Regions from separate parts of the Mus musculus genome. Here all the other regions are linked to region 2. The links are chromatin contacts, called in public Hi-C maps. All regions are on one chromosome and are shown on one strand. The core of a region is the stretch at or near the end of the contact, and the rest is flanking DNA. Distances in the headings are between cores, read along the strand shown.

Region 1 (4,440 bases), core at 1,233-3,732, 51 kb before region 2:
CAGTTGAGATAAAACTGAGAGAAAGGAAGAAAGAAAGAAAGAAAGAAAGAAAGAAAGAAAGAAAGAAAGAAAGAAAGAAAGAAAGAAGGAAGGAAGGAAGGAAGGAAGGAAGGAAGGAAGGAAGGAAAGAAAGAAAGAAAGAAAGAAAGAAAGAAAGAAAGAAAGAAAGAAAGAAAGAAAGAAAGAAAGAAGGAAAGAAAGAAGGAAGGAAAGAAAGAAGGAAAGAAAGAGAAAAAAGAGAATTAAAACAGAACAGAGCAAATGTACCAATGCTTCTTTACAAAGAGCACAGTCCAATAGAGGTATAAGGGATACAATTAGCTGCAGCAGAGGTAATAAACAAATTCTCCTAAAAGGTTAACACTAAAAGGTTGACAAGACCGACCGTGGTAACCATACAGATCATACTGTGCACCTGGTACTCTTCAAAGCACTTAACACAACCAACCCTGACGTCTCTGCAGCAGCCATTGAGAACTAGATAGCAACATTTTCATTTTGCAGATGAAAATCCTGAATTACAGACAGGGTGTGCACAGGCCACCAAGATGGCCCAGAGGTTAATGGAGCTCACAGTAGGAGAAGGCAGTATCTGAAAGTTCTCCTCTAATTTCCCCTCATGTACTATCTGTGCTGGGCACGCAACTCATCTTCAGTAAGTAAATAAATGATAGATAGATAGATAGATAGATAGATAGATATCAGACAGACAGACAGACAGACACATGAAAGAAAAGAAAGTCAGCGTCTATTCACAACTTCACACAGACTAACATCATAAGAAGTTAACCAGAATTTTAATCCAGCAAGCCATACCAGCACTCCCAGCCTCTGCCACAGTCTGCAGTCTTTGGATAGTGGTGGAAATTTAGAAGGCACAGTGCATCCTGCTGGGGGAGAACTATCACAGGCATCAATAAAAACAGAAACTTGAGAGATACAGCCAGGTACCAGCAAAGCTAATAATTTCCTGAGTCCAGAAACTTCTAAAGCGCAGCTTCGACAGACCCAACAATACTATCAAAACTCACAGGCAGCAGAAAAATTTCACCATCTTAAATAAACCATGTTCTGTCTTGTAGTTATGTTATCTTACCTACTTAGAACATGTACTTAGGGACTGGAAAGATGACTCAGTGGTTAAGGGCACCGATTGCTATTCCAGAGGACAGGGGTTCAATTCCCAGCACCCACATGGCAGCTCACAGATACTCGCTACCTGCAGTTCTAGGGGATCTGACACTCTCACACCAAATGCACATAAAATGAAAACTATATATTTTTTAAAAGAACATATATTTAGTTCACACTCTAGAATAAAAATGATCCTTTCAAGATTCCTCCATCTCTTCAAAAAGCCTCCCCTGTCTTCTTCCATCTTCACACTTTACCTCTCCCTTATCAAAGTATTGTACATGGAGGCTTTTGTATGTGCTGCACACAGAGGCTCTCTAGTCTCTCTTCTATATCAGATGTGTGTAAACCTAACTTAGCCAGCATAGTTTAAACAGTACAATAAGGTGAAGAAAGGCTGTCACCCATGAATCTACCCAGTACCTGTCACATCTTGTCATTAGTACATGTTAGATGGTTGCAAGCACAGATTTGTAGGAGCTGGGTAAATAATTAAACTCTCAGAGACTACCTCCTTCTATGCTATTACAAGCCCACATGTCCCACAGTTGCACTTTGAATGAGACATGTCCTGCAATGTCTCATGTATCTGAATCCTGCCCTGATTGATAGTGCTACCTATGGAGAATATGGACACTTTAGGGAGTAGTCTTGTTGGAGGAAATATAGAGTAGGCTAGGAGAGGAGATAGGTATATATTCTTTGCTCCTTGAAAAACAAAAACAAAAAACCTTAGTTCATTAGTGATAACACATACATACAGGGAGGGGGAGGGGAAAAAAGAAATAGAGAAGAAGAGAGGGGCAAAGTCGCAGGAAGAGAAGAATGTGCATAAAGATTCCATTGTAGGCAAGTTGCTGAAATGCTCATGGTAATGGAACAGAAGCTTTAATGTAATGCAAGCCACACAGCACATTACAGAACAGACCAAGTCAGGAGTCTGGCAAATAAGCCTCAGTTTTTAATCATCTCAGAGATGTTTTAGGGCTCTCTCTGGAATCATATGTGTCAGCTTGTTCTATGCAGGAAAGTCCTAAGGAATCATGCTGGGCATGGAGCATCCAAGGAAAACACAATGGAACTCAGGGTTTCTACGGCTTTCACTTGAACAAAGTCTCTACACATGATTGTTTCGCAAGTTTCTATTTTATGTACATGTCAGAAAATAATGGATGTTGGATAATTTAAAGAAATATTCCTCAGAAGACTCCAGGACAAAGCTCCGGGATTGTTAGTCACTCATACATGTAAAGTAAAACAGAGTCAAGGAACATCTCTCCCCAAGAGGCCACTACATTGCAATGGGCAAGCTGGTGGGAAACAGCACCATAGATAGAACTGGCAGAGGCCACACAGCCCTGACATGGCTCACAATGCCCTGGAGGCACAGAGAAGAACAGGTTACCCAAGGCCACCTAACTCGTCTGATGTGTGCCAGGGTGGAACAACCAGACTCTGCGGCATTCAAAGAGGAAGAAAACCAACAGTGCAGTGTGAATGGCCTCATTCTTTTTGAAGAACATTCTGGACCTTCATCTCTGCACCCATTTGACATAGGATACACTCACTCCTCTCAAAAGCAACACACATCAACAAAACACCTCCTTCTAGCATGCAAAGAAGTCATGCCTGAGCAAGAAGTTAGCTTCATCAAATCCCAGGTTTCTTGTAGGGGAAGAAAAAAAAAAAAAGACACTAACTCCATGCAAGACTGCTGTGGATATTATGTGAAATTTCCTAAGCATTCAGAACAAGTACTGACTCGCACAATCATTAACTATTAAATCCCTATTTATTATGATAGCAGATGCAGAAGATGAAATATTTTCATTGTAAGCATAACACATTTAATATGGTATTCAATTCCTATCTTCAGGAGAGCTTCAGTAAAAATAAATAGTGGGACTGGCTGCTTGTGAAGACCAAACAGTCTGTAATCCCATGAATGCTATGTGTTTGGGAAGCTATTCCAGAAGATTCCAGTCTAAAAATAACAACAACAAGAGTCCAATACTTGCCCAGATTTTATCTATGATGTCTATAGAGCCATAAATTCCATAAAAATTAAAAACGAAAAGCCACAAAGATTTCACTATTGCTACAACCCAAGTTAAAAACAGATAGCTCAAACGACAAAATAAACCACACATCTTCTTGCCCTAGGGAAAATGCTTGTGAAAGAGTGAATGCCAGTGGGAGTCTGCAGCTGCCCCAGGTTCTTTGTTTGATTTCATAACCATGCCTCTTCTCTCTGCTTGAGACGGGATCTTATGGAACCCATGCTGGACTCAAACGTAATGATAGTCAAGGAGAACCTTGAATTCATGAGTGCTGGGCAGTCCCATACCAGGTATGAATGCTCATTGTGGACCCAGGACTTCCTGCGTGCTTGACAGGCCTTCTGACTATAGCTATCTCCCTAGCCCTCCACAGTTGCAGCCACTTTTCTTTGGAGCACATACCATTTCTGTCTACCCAAGATCAAGGCTTTGAGCAAGACTTTGTGTTGCCTTTACTCAGGCATTCACCAGCCTATTGCCAACTCTTAACAATTTATTTCCTTTTTCCATCTAAGCGTTCCTAGAATCATATGCTAAAGATATTTGCTGTTGAAACATGGTTTGGCTACTTTCATTTCCCTGCAAAGCCACACACTAAGCTGTTGTCTTCTGGATTACCATCTTTCTCCTATAGTTATGTTGTTTTTATTTCAGACAGTGGCTTTGTGTCATTCCCCCCAACTCTACTTTCATTGAAATTATATTTCCCCTCATGATATGGAACCCCATGTGCAATGCTGTTTCAAAGCACTGAAGCGGGCAAGAACCTAAGACTAGATAGGTCATGAACCTACAAGAGAACCAAATACCATGCTGTGCTAACGAAACACAGCAATACAATGACTCCTAATGGAATTCTGCTACAGATATTTGCCTTGCTCAGCCACTATCAGAGACGCTTCGTCCTGCAAGCAGATGGAACAAATACAGAGACCCAAAGCTAGTCAATGTGCAGAGAATAAGAGACCTTAGAACACTCAGTCTCAAATGTGGTATCTCCATCAAATCCTTCCCTTTGGAGCTCAGGAAACGGCAGAAGAAGAGTTGGAAAGAGGATAAATGCCAGAGTGAATGGATGCAGGAGAGAATATAACCAGGTTTTCTAGATACAGGAGGGCTAGTGAACATATAACTACACCACTCTGATGGCTAATGCTGAGTGACCCAGCAGTGTGCTTCAAGGGGAAGTTTAACAATTACTTGTATTGTTATGGTCCTCACCATTGAGCATCTGCTGAAACACCTC
Region 2 (4,421 bases), core at 1,211-3,710:
TGGCTTGCCTGTGATCATCTGAAGTGTCTTGGGAATTTCTTCTCTCCTTCCACCACAGGTTCCGGAGTGTGAACTCAAGTGGTCAGGCTTGCATGGCATGCATGGTTACCCACCGAGCCAACTCACAAGTTCTGGGAATTCTTTGGTAAGAAATAAAACATTTCTTTCATAATGAAAGAAGTAATAAGTGCGTGTTAGTTACAAGAATGCACTGTCATGCCGGGCGTGGTGGTGCACGCCTTTAGTCCCAGCACTTGGGAGGCAGAGGCAGGCGGATTTCTGAGTTCGAGGCCAGCCTGGTCTACAAAGTGAGTTCCAGGACAGCCAGGGCTACTCAGAGAAACCCTGTCTCAAAAACCCAAAAAAAAAAAAAAAAAAAAAAAAGAATGCACTGTCATCACACAGCATTCTGGAAAGATAACAGGTTTATACATTTAAGGGCATACGGCTGGTTTCATGAGGCAGGGTCTCAATATGTCCAGCCTAGTCAGGGCCAGCCTACAGGCTGCATTTGTCTCAGGGTAGCTGTGGATGCAGAACAGTAGATCTTCAAATAACAATATCAGAAGGTTGGGCATTCCTGTTATTCTCTAGGTCTTGATACACTCACCACTTCCTCTGGTGTGCATGACAGAACAGCTCTAACAGGGCTGAGAAACACATTGCCTTTATAAAGCTAAGCTGAAGAATCCCAGGGAAGTGTGCAACAGCACCAGTGAAAAAACACACGTGTCAGGAAGTATTTCCAACGTGCGAAACACCAAATGCAGAGCACCTGAGATCCCAAGTGTAGTCAGCCTGCCTAGCATAACACACCAGGAATGGTTTAGCCTCTATGAGGAGGCATCCCTGGCGAGGAGGGTTCCCTAGTAACAACTCAAGGAACTGCAAAGAAGCATTGCACATTGTCACAAACCACAGTAAATAATCATTATCATAGTAGTCTCAAATCCCAATTAATTGACAATGGGCATTCCATCTGTGCAATTACAGCAACCCTGAACATGTCCTGGGGACTACCAGATCACCCAGAGGCCTCTCCATCCTGTAAGCGCCCTCATAAGAGGCCAGAGTCCGAAGCACTTCTCTTTTCAGAAGCTGAAGCCTTCCCAATTTTCCATGTAAGACACAAGTGGATTCTGGGAAAGGCAATGGTTAACGTTTAGCGTGTACTAAGTAATCCACTTGGTTCTCAGTATGAGAAAGCTTGAGTTGTAATAATGGAAGGGGAAGTTCTAAAGGAGAAACGAGTAAAGAATATCCTGAAGGGAGAAGTGTGGGAAAGATACTGACATCTACCAGGTCTGACTGAATGTAGACCTGAGCTCTCACCAATGACCAACACTGCACACCACACGATGCAAGCCAAAATTTAATACGAACAGAACACTCACAAGGGCTTTAAAATACACGGGTACCCTATTGGGTCCAAACAGCTTACCAATGGCCAAACTGCAGACGTGTATTTTTAAAAGGTCAAATCAATGACGAGTCATTGTTGTATGAAATTACTTTTCCTAAAGTATTATTAAATTCACTAGCTTCACTTTAACTCTCCAGACTCCCTTGTTTCCACTCTTCCCAGAGAGTTTGGCTTGCTTTGATTTGTTGTTGTTGTTGTTTGGTTTGTTTGTTTTGTTTATGAGACAGGGTCTCACTCTGTTGCCCTGACTGGCGTGGCTCTCTCCACCACCTTAAAACGAAAAATCAAAACAATTTAAAACAACAACAACAAAACCAACCCCCCACCAAAAACAACAACAACAACAACCAGGCACCGAAACTTTAGCAACAACAAACAAAAGTGAAAGTCTCTACCAACTTTTCACTGACAAGTCTCAAAAGTTGACTCTCAAGGGCTGTAGGGGAAACTTTTCCTCCCCAGTGTTGCCTGGGAAGTAAATCCGCACCACTAAGAACAGACTTTGTTGGCCACCAGCAGGGGAGCTCTTCAGCTTTTGTCCCCAATCCATTCAAACAAAAGAAGTTCGGTCTGGGGCTTCCCAACCAGGGTCCCGCACCCCATGGGGTCTTGCACACTTGGGGGCCCGTCACTCACTTCTCAGCGCCCCGATGAGCAGAGAGCCATCCTTCAGCAGCTCTTTGATGAACTTGTTGGTTCTCTCCAGCTCGATCTCGTGACACTGCAATCGCTCCCTAAAATCCGGGCTGTCCAAATACGAATCGCTGAACTCCAGAGTGGGCAGCCCCATGGCCCAGGCGCGGCGGCCGCTAGCTGCGGCGGGTGCGGGGACACTGCGAACGCGGGGGAGCGCTGGGGAGAGCGGAGGACTGGGCCCCGCGCGCCGGGCTCAGTGCAGCTGCCCCGAGGCCGGGCGGAGGCTCCGGGCGCTGTCACCGGCTCGCATCGTCGCTCGCTCGCACCGTGGGGGTGGCGAGGCTACAAGCTGTAGCGCAGAGGAGTCTTCTGACAGCGTCACTCGCTGACCCTGGGGACAGTGGCGCGCGCTTAGCTGGCGGCGCCTCACGGCGACTCGGGCCCGTAGGGAAACCCGCCCCCTGTGCGGAGCGCACGCGGGCCGGCCTGCAGCTCCCGGGCAGACCCTCCTCCACCCTCCCCGCCCCTCGCTGTCCCCGCCCGGTCCCCGCCCGGTCCCTGCGGTGCGCACTTTGCTCCCCGCACCCAGCACTGCTGTGTTGTAGCCTCACCCGATTCCTACCCGTCCCCGTCTGGGCCCACTGAGAGCGCCAGGCCCTGTGCGCCCCAAACCATCTCCAACCCCCAGCGTCCCCCTCAGGAACAGTCTGACTCCCACGTTAACCCCTGCGGGAACTACCACTTCCCAGCCGGTTCAAGTTTCACTTCAGGGTCCTGCCCATAAGTCCAAAATAGAAAGGATGTCCCGCCTGACTCCCAACCCCGCTGCATTGACCCATCAGTGAGGTGTGTTGGGTGTTATCCCTCAGTCTGTAAGAAAGGGGAATTGATTTTATTAACTCATTTCACATGTTATATACCCCTGTTTTAGTGTCTCTAATTGACACCTGGGTGGGTGGACCTACAAGTTCAGAGACTTTCATCGACTTGACCTGATCAAGCATTTCAAAGGAATCATTAATTCCTTTGGTGGTGGTGGTAGGTAATACCTGCATTCAACTGGCTGAAGCAGGAGAATTGCCAAGAGTTCAAGGCCAACATGGACTACACAGAGAAACACTGTCTCTGAGATGAATATATATATATGAATTCCTGCAAAGAGTCAATTAGCAGAGGTTGACCTAATAAATGTGCGTTCTGTTGAAACCCTGACAACAAAATAACCTACTATTTTATGTCATCCTGCACTCACCTGTAGCTTTTTTGAGAACTCCGTTACTTTTCTTAAGGATCTGTTTTTAATTTCTACATTTCCACTGCTTTGTATATTTGAACCATCTGTTTTTAAAAAAGAAAGGAAGGAAGGAAAAAAGAAACTTGTACAAATCATGGGAAAATCCACTGAAGTGCTTTACATTTTTTCCCAATTAAATTTCAGGAACCTTTAGCTGCAATTTTTTTCAGCCATACAATAACATTAAAAGTAGCATGTAAACAGCCAGGAATGGTGGTGCATGCCTTTAATCCCAGCACTCGGAAGGCAGAGGCAGGTGGATTTCTGAGTTCGAGGCCAGCCTGGTCTACAGAGTGAGTTCCAGGACAGCCAGGGCTACCCAGAAAAACCCTGTCTCGAAAAACCAAACAAACAAAACAACAAAACAAAACAAAAAGCAAAAATAGCATGTAAACTTTAAAACAGACAAAACCATGTAAACAGTATGCTTGATGACTTTTTTTAAATTCTCATTTTAAAAGCTTACATCCATATTTTTAGTACGAGTCTGCACACTTTAGAAATGTGTGATGACAGTTCTATACATTTTCTTTTTGTGATATTTATTTCTAGGGATGGGAACACACATCTGAACAGTGGAAGTCAAGGGACACTCGGCTGTAACTGGTTCCTTCCACAAGGGATAAACCAGGGATTGAACTCAGATTCTCTGGCCTAGCAGCAATCACTTTTGTCAGCTGAGCCGTCTTGCCAGCCCTCATCTTAGCTATTTTAATTTCTGAGTGTGGAGCTTGTCTGTCAGTTTCATAGATGCCTCATTTGGAAGTACAAGGGAAGGCAATAATACTGTTCATCAACTATGAAGGGGCTATAGTGAGCTAGTTGTCTTTCAAGTACTGTGATTTAACCATTTGTCACACAAACTGAAGGACAGAAAACCAGCAATGGTTAACAAATGGTATACTCACAACTTTTTTATGTAGCTGCTGTTCTAAGCACCTAAATGTTATGATCCAGTTTGAAACATTATAAAGCAAGAAAATGGCTTCTGTCTCATAACTGCCTTATAACCAATTCTGTGGATTGCTTTGATAAGCAGCTTTTAGTTGTTGGTGAGGTTTCTGCGGG
Region 3 (3,955 bases), core at 1,446-3,945, 51 kb after region 2:
AAGTAGATATTAGCCCAAAAACTTAGAATACCCAAGATACAATTTGCAAAACACATGAAACTCAAGAAGAAGGAAGACCAAAGTGTGGATACTTTGTCCCTCCTTAGAATGGGGAACAAAATACCCATGGAAGGAGTTAGAAAGACAAAGTTTGGAGCTGAAATGGAAGGAATGACCATGCAGAGAGTGCCCCACCTGGAGATCCATACTATAATCTGCCACCAAATGCAGACACTATTACAAATGCCAGCAAGACTTTGTGACATGACCCTGATATAGTTGTCGTTTGTGAGGTTATGTCAGTGCCTGGCAAATACTCACAGTCATCTATTGGATGGAACACAGCGCCCCCAACAGAGGAGCTATAGAATGTACCCAAATTTTTGAAGGGGTCTGTAACCCTATAGGAGGAACAGCCATATGAACTAACCAGCACCCTGTGAGCTAGTGTCTCTAGATGCATATGTAGCAGAAGATGGCCTAGTTGGCCATTGTTGAGAGGAGAGGCCCTTGGTCTTACAAGGATTATATGCCCCAGTACAGGGTAATGTCAGGGTCAGGAAGCAGGAGTGGGTGGTTTGCGGTGCAGGGCAGGGGCAGGGTATAGGGGACTTAAAGGATAGCATTTGAAATGTAAATGAAGAAAATATCTAATAAAAAATTTGTTCAGAATTAAAAAAAAAAAGAAATACAGCAAACCTTTATGTAGGACCCATAAATTAAAAGGTCAATATGAACTGTTATTTGTAAAATGACTTGAGTCAGAGTTGACCACCGGGAGCACTTCCTGTGCCTGCGTATGAACTCCCTGTGTTTTTTGTTTGTTTGTTTTTGTCTTTGTTTGTTTTTTTTTTTGATTTTTGTTTTTGTTGTTTGTATTTTTCCTTTATAAGCTGACAGAGAAAGATGGCCAATGCCATGGCTTAGCCCTGTCTGAGCTATGGTCCTGTTCTATCAGTATTAAGGTGTGCATTCAACAAGTCATCATTGTCTGACTGAGATCAGTGTTTGTGTGGTTTGTGGGGCAACTCTTAGACTACAACAGAGAAGTCAGCAGAGAGTTGGCTATTGCATAATGTTAGCATAGTTCCTAGAGGTAGATTCCACATTCCCTTAGTAAGACTATGCTGATGTCATCTGGGCCTTGGCTGCAGTGGCCAGGGTGCTGTCCCCTTGAAGAGTTGTTCGAAGCACTGCTTTGCAGATGCTTGCTTATCATCTCATAGTCGATGAGTTGTCCTCCCTGAATGAGCAGAGCTACTTCATGTGTTACATACATGCAAACATAAGCCAATTTCCAAGTTGTATTACACTCTGGATACTTCTTCACATCATTGATAGCAGCAATGGCGAGTCCCCAGTTGGTACACCCCAAAATTGCATACCCATGAGATAATCCCAGAATTCCTTGCTCTGAATATAGTGCACCACTTTGCTCAGCAGCATTTCAGTAAAAGTTGTGGGGTTCAAGAGACAGATGACACTAGAATTGACCTGAGTGAGCCCTCACACCACCTGGAACCCTCCTCATGACACCCAACAGATATACACCATTCTAAACACAAAGGGAAAGTCTCTGAAAATCTGCTGGCACCATGTTTAAGATTCTGACCACTGCATAGGTATTTCATATCAGTGAGAGGGTAGGACAGAATCTCTACACCTGAATGAATTTAATTCTAGACTGTTGGTAGTCTTGATGATTCTCTAGATGAAAAAGGGAAGATAAGGATTTTAACTGAGTTAGTTTCAATATCACAGTCGAAACAGCTTGGTACAGGTGGTATCTGCTCAACTCCCAAATCACAATACATGTTCCATGTAGCTTTAGAAGGAATTCAGCATGAGTCTCCTTTAGTTAAGATACACTTTGGAAAATTTGAAAATGCTAAAACACTTGGTAGCATTAAGCAGAAAATGTGTCCTCGGGTATCTTTTAATGCAGAGATTTACTTCAATATATGCAGTATCTCCTGTAGCTCAGGCTGGACTCATGTTGCTGAAGATGACCTTGAACTTCTGATCTTTCTGCCTTCCATTCCTAAGTGCTGGGGTGACAGGTATGCACTGTCATGCCTGGCTCATAATTACTCTTATTTGATTAGAACATGCAGGAAAGTAGGCTCTGTTTTGTTGCACCAAAATCCAAAGTCCATGTACCTTACTATAGAAACCACTTCTAGTGTTTACCCCATATTAAATCAATTATAAAATTTATCATAATTTTAGAATTTGTTTTTGTATTTTTGAGTCAGAGTCTCTTTCTGTAGCCCAGGTTGACCTAAATTTCACTCCATAGCAAAGGATGACCTCAAACTCTTTGTGGTATTTCTGCTGTGGCTTCCTTAGTCTTAGGATCTCGGTCATGTGTCACCATGTTGGGTTCTGTCTTCTCAGTACGCAAAGGTTTTATAAATAATCAACCAGCAGGAGATGATGTTTCCAGGAAAGAACTTCACATTCTTTGTTTTCTTAGTGTATGAAAGTTTGTTCTCAGCAACAAAATCCAGGAGATGGCTCATCACATGCAAATGTGATGTTGTAATGAAAGAGCAGAACTATTCAGCCCAGATTGCGATCTGCATTGTCTACTTTATTGTGAACTTTAACATCTGTCCAAACCAACGCCTCCAACTCTGTCCCAGAACTAATTAAACCTAAGTCAGTAAGCGGCTGTGGAGAGAGCGTCTGGGAGTAGCACTGGGTGAGCCTTGTTCATTGTTCCTGTTCCTCACCTCTGGCCCTGGGGGTGGAGAATGGGTGATACAGGGGTGGGGGAGCTTAACAAATTTGTGTTTCTATTTGGTCTGGGAGACTGGAAGAGTTTATCCAACTCAATGGGTACTCTCTCAATATCCTGACTAGTTACAGATGAGTCGGTATGACTATGGACTGAGAATTTTCCAGACAGTAGAAGGTAAGTGTTCTTATCCCAGACATACACACACACACACACACACACACACACACACACACACACACACAAAGGGTTCACTGTCTGAGACAATGTTTGATTATAGTAAACATTCATATGTTTAAATATATCAAAATATCATGTTGCACATCCAAAATCTATACAAGAGCCAGCCATCACTAAAGACCTATACACAGTATTTCTAGGGTGTCGAGAAACATAGTGTTCACTGGTAAGTTGTTCAAGCTCCTGCAACTAACTCCACACCCATATACCTATAAGTAATCATAATTGAACTCATTAGCTGACAATGAAAGGCATAAAATTACGAAGGAGACTAGTAATGAAGAGGAGAGAGTTCAGGAGTGGGATCCGGGTAGGAGAGAATAATACAGGGAACATATGGTGAAAGTATATTACATGTGTGTACAAATGTCAAATTGAATCAGGTATTGGGCATATTTTGTATGTGCTAATAAAGCACTAATAGGAGGAATAAGGAGCAGTAGGGAAGTTTGGACCACACTGAGAAGACAGGGAAGGAGGATGTAGGACAGGAAATGAGAGGTGACAGAGGAGATGCTAGGCTGGGAGATGCTGGGGAGTGGGCAGCTTGTGGACCTCCAGGTCACGGGCAGTTTAGCTATCCCAGATTCACATGAGAGTGGAGTCAGCCTTTGCAGTGGGAAAACGGATGATGTTTCCCAGCATAAATAAACAAGCTTCCCAAGTCACATGTGCAGAGAGTTGAAAAACAAGCACAGGCAGGCTCTACAGAGAGCCCTGGCTCTGAGGAAGGGCGCTTGCTCCCTGGGAATTAGTCAGGGCCTTGTAAAAAGTTGGTATGTAAACACATCTGTCAGGCTCAGCCAGAGCATGTGTTTAGTTAACACCTCTCTGGTTAACACTGGGCAGTTTCACAGGTGTATACCCATAGCTCTCATGGGCTCTGTGAGATTGGAATGGAATTGGTTCCTGTGAATATAGCAGAAATCACCAGCATGACACAGAGTTTATATTAGCATGATGTAATGATAAAGA

The links. A called contact is a pair of places that touch in the nucleus more often than the background predicts.
Region 1: a contact with region 2 is called in a Hi-C map of uterus, with 2.0 times the contacts expected there. The contact joins the enhancer-like site here to the promoter of Arhgap42 in region 2. A contact is called at or near these places in 6 of 39 promoter capture datasets (the 3T3-L1 cell line, 3T3-L1-derived adipocytes, the C10 cell line and 1 more), 15 of 484 Hi-C or Micro-C datasets (3T3-L1-derived adipocytes, the C2C12 cell line, brown adipocytes and 6 more) and 6 of 115 datasets of contacts at active chromatin or transcription factors (astrocytes, embryonic fibroblasts, embryonic stem cells and 2 more).
Region 3: a contact with region 2 is called in a Hi-C map of the MNK3 cell line, with 2.5 times the contacts expected there. The contact joins the enhancer-like site here to the promoter of Arhgap42 in region 2. A contact is called at or near these places in 2 of 39 promoter capture datasets (the 3T3-L1 cell line and stem cell-derived epiblast-like cells), 2 of 484 Hi-C or Micro-C datasets (the MNK3 cell line and uterus) and 3 of 115 datasets of contacts at active chromatin or transcription factors (embryonic stem cells and neural progenitor cells).

The regions. Positions count from the first base shown.
Region 1 is chr9:9,185,884-9,190,323 of GRCm38.p6, forward strand. All of the region lies in intron 1 of Arhgap42 (Rho GTPase activating protein 42), which reads right to left. Among named protein-coding and RNA genes, the nearest start is that of Gm16833, 48 kb to the right of the region's middle. Within about 2 kb of position 2,483, at least 16 of the 459 cell types and tissues checked have an H3K27ac peak or open chromatin away from gene starts, as enhancers often do. A contact at or near this core is called in uterus, where this site is marked.
Region 2 is chr9:9,236,567-9,240,987 of GRCm38.p6, forward strand. Arhgap42 (Rho GTPase activating protein 42) reads right to left here and starts at 2,461. Exons shown (of 24, transcript NM_001372563.1): 1 at 2,060-2,461. The coding sequence starts at 2,213. Gm16833 (predicted gene, 16833) reads left to right here. Exons shown (of 4, transcript NR_045754.1): 2 at 59-145.
Region 3 is chr9:9,287,241-9,291,195 of GRCm38.p6, forward strand. It overlaps the pseudogene Gm51662. Among named protein-coding and RNA genes, the nearest start is that of Gm22815, 12 kb to the right of the region's middle. Within about 2 kb of position 2,696, at least 26 of the 459 cell types and tissues checked have an H3K27ac peak or open chromatin away from gene starts, as enhancers often do. A contact at or near this core is called in the MNK3 cell line and uterus, where this site is marked.